Linked DNA regions of Mus musculus: region 2 is linked to region 1. Evidence: chromatin contacts called from public HiChIP or PLAC-seq data. All regions are on one chromosome and are shown on one strand. The core of a region is the stretch at or near the end of the contact, and the rest is flanking DNA. Distances in the headings are between cores, read along the strand shown. Region 1 overlaps Sf3b3 (splicing factor 3b, subunit 3). Region 2 holds the start of Pdpr (pyruvate dehydrogenase phosphatase regulatory subunit).

What was found. HiChIP or PLAC-seq counts read pairs in DNA pulled down with a chosen protein or histone mark.
Region 2: a contact with region 1 is called in an H3K4me3 HiChIP or PLAC-seq map of bone marrow-derived macrophages, with 4 times the contacts expected there. The contact joins the promoter of Pdpr here to the enhancer-like site in region 1. A contact is called at or near these places in 8 of 39 promoter capture datasets (the 3T3-L1 cell line, the C10 cell line, the HPC-7 cell line and 5 more), 3 of 115 datasets of contacts at active chromatin or transcription factors (bone marrow-derived macrophages, embryonic basal ganglia and microglia) and 3 of 9 other capture datasets (adipose tissue, liver and pancreatic islet).

What each region holds. Positions count from the first base shown.
Region 1 is chr8:110,823,202-110,826,524 of GRCm38.p6, forward strand. Sf3b3 (splicing factor 3b, subunit 3) reads right to left here. Exons shown (of 26, transcript NM_133953.2): 12 at 2,894-3,045; 13 at 2,301-2,456; 14 at 964-1,119; 15 at 174-317. Among named protein-coding and RNA genes, the nearest start is that of Snord111, 14 kb to the right of the region's middle. Within about 2 kb of position 1,865, at least 28 of the 459 cell types and tissues checked have an H3K27ac peak or open chromatin away from gene starts, as enhancers often do. A contact at or near this core is called in bone marrow-derived macrophages, where this site is marked.
Region 2 is chr8:111,093,011-111,096,333 of GRCm38.p6, forward strand. Pdpr (pyruvate dehydrogenase phosphatase regulatory subunit) reads left to right here and starts at 1,735. Exons shown (of 18, transcript NM_198308.1): 1 at 1,735-1,816.

The sequences.
Region 1 (3,323 bases), core at 615-3,114:
GCCTAACATGTTCTAAGTGTTGAGAAAAATCAGTCTCTGACAGCACTAGATGATGAGTTTCCCAAGGCGACTATCTAGAACTACAGGCAAAGAAAATGCTTAGACTGGATAAAGAACAGGCTGATAGATACCAAAGAAGGCCTTACACCAATGTGAGCCCCTGGACATCTTACCTGTAGTCCAATGTTCAGGTACAGGAAGCCAATAGAGCCTCTCTCACCCAGCTCATCTTGTTTCTCAGTCCCACCCATTTCCACAATACATAGAGACTCAGGCTGGGCTGGGAGAGCCTGCATACTCAGAGGCTGTAAACAGTCCTAAGGAACAGAAGTGGGGAGGAAAAATTGCTGTAAGAGACAATTCTGGAAAACACATACTCACAGAAATCTGCTAGGATTGAAGGAGGATCTTTGTTGAGGAAAATGGAAACCCCAAAAGAAAACTGAGACAGTAGATGCTTATTAAATCTAAATCTCAGAGTAAGTTTTGGGGAGCTCTTGTTTATTTCTGTCAAAGTGGATAATGGTCAAAGTAAGAAAGTCATATTAGGCCCTATAATAAGTAAAATTCCTTTTTAATCACCAGTCTTAGGATTTTAAACTGAAGGCAAGGCTCCAGTGGTTTAAAGAACTTGTTGCTCTCCCAGGATCTACATGTTGGCTTGGATACTTCCTGATACAAACATGCAAGCAAAACATGAACAACATAGATAGAATCTAAAACACTACAAAAGGGATTCAAGTCTTTTGAGGAAGAAACACATAGTAGCCACAGATCAACATCCTTAAACATCCCGAGGTGTGCTATGGGAATCAAAGGCGGCAGCAGCATACACCTCACCACACTGGGTGCTTAGGATCTCACTGCTGGACAAGATGGGGGAGAGGAGAGAAAAACAATAGACACAGATTTTAGGGAGCCAGGTGCTTAGGGCCCACCCAGAAGACTAAGAATGCCACTCACTGATGGGTCGAGGGAGATGATTCTGACAGTGTTGTCCACCAGCCCCACAGCCAGGAACCGAGATCGCTGTTCTCCAGGGGGCACGTTGGCCAGACTCATGCACACCACATCTGCTGACATCTCTTTCCGCTCCGTGTACTCATTCAACTGTCCTGACTACAGGAAGAAAAACAAAATAGGTCTGTGTGCTACAATTCACCCTGTAGCTCTGGACTATGTATGAAAGGAAGATGGGCTGTTAAGACTTTTTTTAAATTTAATTTTATTTTTGCCTCCTCTCACCCCTCTTTTTGCTTCTGAGATGGGGTTTCATGTAACTATTATTAGCTACGTTCAAGGATGAACCTGAGACCATGGCCTCCTCTGAGTTCTGAGATTACAAAGGGTCTGAACACACCCTGTTTATACAGTGCTAGAGATCTATCAACTGAGCAACACTGCTAACACTGTTTTATATCTCACTCCACTTTTTAGTAAGTCAGTGACCAAGAATCTCACCATTTCAGATCCCAAAATCAACTTCACAGGTTAGTGCCCCAGAGGGAAAGAAAAAAAGCAGGATGTAGCATAAATATACACTATCCTAGACCAAGAAACAAATATATAAAGCCATTTATCTGTTCTCATCATGAGAACCCTGAACAAAGCCAGCTGTGGTAATGCAAGACTATAATTCTAGCACATGGGAAACAGAAAGGGAGACAGAAGAACAGGGTCAAGGCCAATCTAGTCTACATGAGACCATCTCAAAAACAAAACCCTTTCCTAATACACCAAAGCCAATTCAAACACAGTCAAAACAACAACAAAAATGTCAAGTCTACTAGAGATTTCTGTAGAAGGTAAGTTCTGGATACATTTTCATATAAAATAGCAAAATCAGGAATAGTAACTCATGACTAATCACAGCACTTGTGAAGTTGAGACAGGAAGACTGCTGTGAGTCACCAGCCTAGAATTCTACATTAGACTGTATCTCAAAACAAAACAAAACAAAAAACAAAAAAAGAGAAACGAGACAGAAGAAAATAAAAGAATTCTTTACCAAATATTCACTAGAAGATGAGGATGAGGTACAAAACAAGCTATTTGGCTTTCAAGAGATTTCACATCTGTAATCTGAATTAGATTTCCTAGTTTTTGTCCTTAATCTTTAAAAAAGGGGCCAAACTGTCTTGTTTGTGGACACTTCAGAGTCCCAATTCTCTTTCTTGTGAATCCATGCATGCTTAAGATACATACACTGACAACACTGCCTAAGCACAACAACAGAACCCCACCCCAAGGACCATAATGGAAGATAACACAGGGCCAGCAGAACAAAACAAGTAACATACAGGATCCATCTCGAAATAGACCAGCTCTCCCCCAGTCAGGGCGATCACCACTTGTCGCTGGTTCACTGCACACTTCACAATCGTTTTCTTGCCGGGAGTCTTCCACTCATTAACTCTTTTATCTGCTCGTATGTGTCGGATGCCATCTGGATACACCTAGAAGTCAGTCAAAGAAGAACATCTAACTAGCAATCTGATTGTCACCCAGAATGGCCCTCACACTGGCACACTGGGACCACACAAATGAGGCACTGCTTGTTTTTGAAATGTTCATGCTTTGCCACCTCAGTTGAGAAAGGTCCCAAGCCCACATGTTAATGATAAAGATGAGAAAAGCAGTGATAGGGAATGACCAACAGGGAGGAAATGTTAGGCTTCAAATTTTCCTAACTGCCGAGTTATTCAAAGCCTGAAAGGGATGAATTCTCAGTACCCCTTTTTATGTTGATAAGACATTAGACCCTCCCCTCAGGTTTTCTGGAAGGTGAGAATGAAGAAACATGAATTCAAGCACACCACAAAACAAGAGAAGGATGGGCAAAGGATGGGCAAAGGACGGACGGCCAAGGCACGCTGAGGAGGTGCACGCTCACCTGCACCAGTGCATCATCTCCTAACAAGGAGCAGGACAAGGTTGGAGTGGTGCCCAAGAAGCCAGAGTCAGTCACTTCTTCCACAGTCTCTCCGATAGATAGCACAAGTGTGGCATTCACGAAAGACACAATGATGTAGGCATCAAACTCATCTGGAAAAAAGAAAACAGAGGAGCTGTTAGGAAAAATTCAAATTTACTAGCATTAGAAAGGCAGTTGAGACACAACAGTTTTAGAAACCTTTCACAACACTTCTATGTGCAGTCACTACACACATGCACACACAAAACAGAATGTTCAAAAGACGATTGGCTGTCCTAGCAACCTACAAGTAAATGCCCAAACACGCTGAGTATAAATGTCTGAAGACTAGTATTTCCTTCAGGTATTTGGAAAAGAGACGATAAAAATAAAATAATAATAATAAAAC
Region 2 (3,323 bases), core at 485-2,984, 270 kb after region 1:
ATAACACACCACCTCATTTCATTCACCCTGTCCTGTAGATAACTAGGTTGCTACAAAGTTTGTATGTCTGGAAATTGTAAGTAGGCAGATGGCTCAGGAAAAACAACAAACAAACAACAAAAAACAAACCCAAAAACCTTTGGTTCCCTGACAAATTAAAAAAACCTATCCCCAAATATTTTTGATTGGTCAGTGTCTTTTCATTTTCATTTTTTGGGGATAGGTATCATTAAAAACTTAACCAAAAATGTGAAAGGATTCATCTACTAGGGGCTTCCAAATGTCTTGAGCTTAATGTTTCAGGAGAACAAGGGCAACTGAATGTGTGGTGAAGCAAGCCACTTGGGAGGTGGAGGCAGGAGGACCAGGAGCTAAGTCATCCTCTGTACCTATTTGAATCCAGCCTAGACTGAGACTTTGCCTATAAAAACATACACATAAATAAATAAATAAATAAATAAAACAAATAGACTTTTTTTTGGTTGTTTTTGTTTTGTTTTTTTGAGACAGGGTTTCTCTGTGTGGCCCTGGCTGTCCTGGAACTCACTCTGTAGAATAGGCTGGCCTCGAACTCAGAAATCCATCTTCCTTTGCCTTTCAAGTGCTGGGTTTAATGGCGTGTGCCACCACTGCCCAGCTACAAATAAACTTAAATAAAACAAATAAACTAAAAAAAAAAAAAAAAAAAAGGAACCGGGTAGAGTTGAGTCTTACTGTCAGTTCTCATCTGGGCAGTCTTGGAGAAATTCATGGCTAGTGAGTTGGGTATAAACTAAGCAAGCTGGGGAATGAATGACATCATGAAAAGGAGATTCTTGAAGCCTTCTTGTTCCTAGTCAGAGCGCTCAAGACAGCACCAAGGTACACAGCCTAGCAATAATGTTCAAGACTAGCTCATAAGACAAGATAGGCTAAACTAAAGCACACCATTTCGCTTGCTGCTTGTGCGAAGGATGATTGGATGGTGTGCGCCAGGCGCGGGGTGAAGGTGTTGAGAAGCTGCACCTGAGTAAGGTTAGGTCCTCAAGATATCTGAGGGCCACGTCTACACCAGTGTAGAGACACATATATTTAATCTAGTAACGAGTGCTGTGAAAGAAACTAGGGGATGTGGCTGAGAGTTGGGGGCGGGGGTGGGGGGATGGAAGGCAGAAGATGTTTCTGAGGCTCCAGTGAACAATGCTTTCCCTCTGGGCAGCCGCAAGGAGTAAGATGGGAAATAAGGTCAGCTGATTCGGCCTCCAAGGTGCGGCCAGGCCCACAGTACAACTTCTGCCCAAGCCAAGCACTGAAAGGCCTTAAGCGACGTGCAGGGACGGACAACGGTGACCACGGGCAGAGAGATGTGGTTCTGGGCTGCGGACCCCTCGCGCAGGATCGGAGCTCAGGCCTGGCGGCAGACGATCACCCGAACTGCCCACACACCGAGGCCGGCGGGAGACCCGGAGCGGGGACGGAGGACGTTGGCAGGTCCCCGCACACTCGTCGTCAACCAGGCGGAGGCGGAGGCGGAGGCGGAGGTGGCGCGGGAGGGGCGGGGCCTGGCGAGACCCAAACAAGCGCACGTGCGGGCCGGTCCGCCGCGGTGACGTCACGGCGCGTCGGCGCGCGCGCCCGCCTTACCCTTGCCGCGGGCCGTAAAGCGCGGAAGGTCGCAGGCCCCCCGCGGTCCCGGAACTCTGCGCTCCGCGTCCCGCCCCGTCCCCATGCCCTGGCCCCCTTTCCGGCCGGCGCAGACCCTCTTCAGCGGCTGGGCTGCCCTTCACTTCCGCCGGGCGTTGCTGAGCGCGCTGCCCGCGAGTCGCGGGCCCGTGAGGTAGGAAGCCGGCTAGGACCCGCGGGTCCGGGCGGCCTTCTGGTCCCGCGAACTCTTGCGCCCCGCACGCCCCTGGCGTCCGAGCTTTGGGCTCCGGCTCCCGGCCGTCCCTCCGGGTCTCTGAGGCGGTGCCACCGGTCGGGCGCCGGGATTGAGCCAGTGGAGCTGCGCGGGCCTCGGGGAGCCGCGCCCGCCGTCCCGGGACTGCGCGCCGGCTCTCCCAGGGCGGCGGACCGGGCCTCGGGGCGGGCTGCGGCTCGGGCGGGCGCGCGCGCACTGCTGTCACGGCCAGAGGTGGCCCCGCGTCTCTGCAGGTGGAATGGTTTCCCACCTTGTAATGTGCGGCTCGGCTGTGCTTCACCGACTCCTGTCAGAGACCTAGTCAGGGCCGTGGGGTTTCCAGTGGGTGACTTGGGGTGACAGTTGTGTGTGATCCCGAGGTGCGAGTCCACGGTCTCCAAGCCTACTTCGAACATTTATGCAATCTTGATTTGTAGGGATGATGATGTGGTAGAGGGTCTAGTTATAAAGACGTCCTTTAAGGATCCTCTTTTTTTTTTTTTTTTTTTTTTTTTTGGTTTTTCGAGACAGGGTTTCTCTGTATAGCCCTGGCTGTCCTGGAACTCACTGTGTAGACCAAGCTGGCCTCGAACTCAGAAATCCACCTGCCTCTGCCTCCCAAGTGCTGGGATTAAAGGCGTGCGCCACCACGTCCGGCCCAAGGGTCCTCTTTTTGGCGTCAGGGACGTGTATAATTTTTCTTAAATTCTCTCAGCCAACGGTGCATTTGTTGAAAATTACAGCATCCTGAACTTGCATGATCAAACTGTTCAGAGGGTCATTCTGTTGCTTGTAAACTTGCCCTGGTGATTCCTCCGAGTTATGTGTGGGAGATGCGTCAATGTACATTCAGCCTTCATTCTTTGTGACCTGTGGCTCATGCTGTTACCAGAGGAAGCATTCAGGAGTTGTTAGAACTGTCCCTGTGACTGCCTTTTAAAGACAGAGTCTTGCTCTGTGGCCCCAGCTCACCTGGAACCTGGGCATTTCTCCTGTTTCAGTATCCAGTGTGGTGGGAATTTCAGGTGTGAGCACTGCTCCAGGATTGAGCTTGTTGGTGTAGGATCCGAGCACAATCAGTCTGGGTCTTAAGGCTGTTTAGAAGTTACTCTTACTAGTAGAGATACCGTTAATTTTCACGAATTTCAAGAAAATGCAAAACTTCCTGACCTTTCCTTTGAATGAGTTTGCAGTCTTCAGTGTCTGTTTTCCTGGCTCTACCTCCTTTTCCTGTGAAACTTGCTTGCTTTTACTGCCAGACCCCTTCATCACATTTTATTTTATGAGTGTTTTGCCTATGTGTACGTTTGTGCACCATGTCCACGCTTGATGTCCACAAAAGTCAAGGCATTGGATTCACTGGAACTGAAGTTAAAGATTGTTACCTCCTTGTGGGAGTTGGGAATCAAACCCAGGCCCTGTGCAAGAACAGTAACGTTCTTAACCA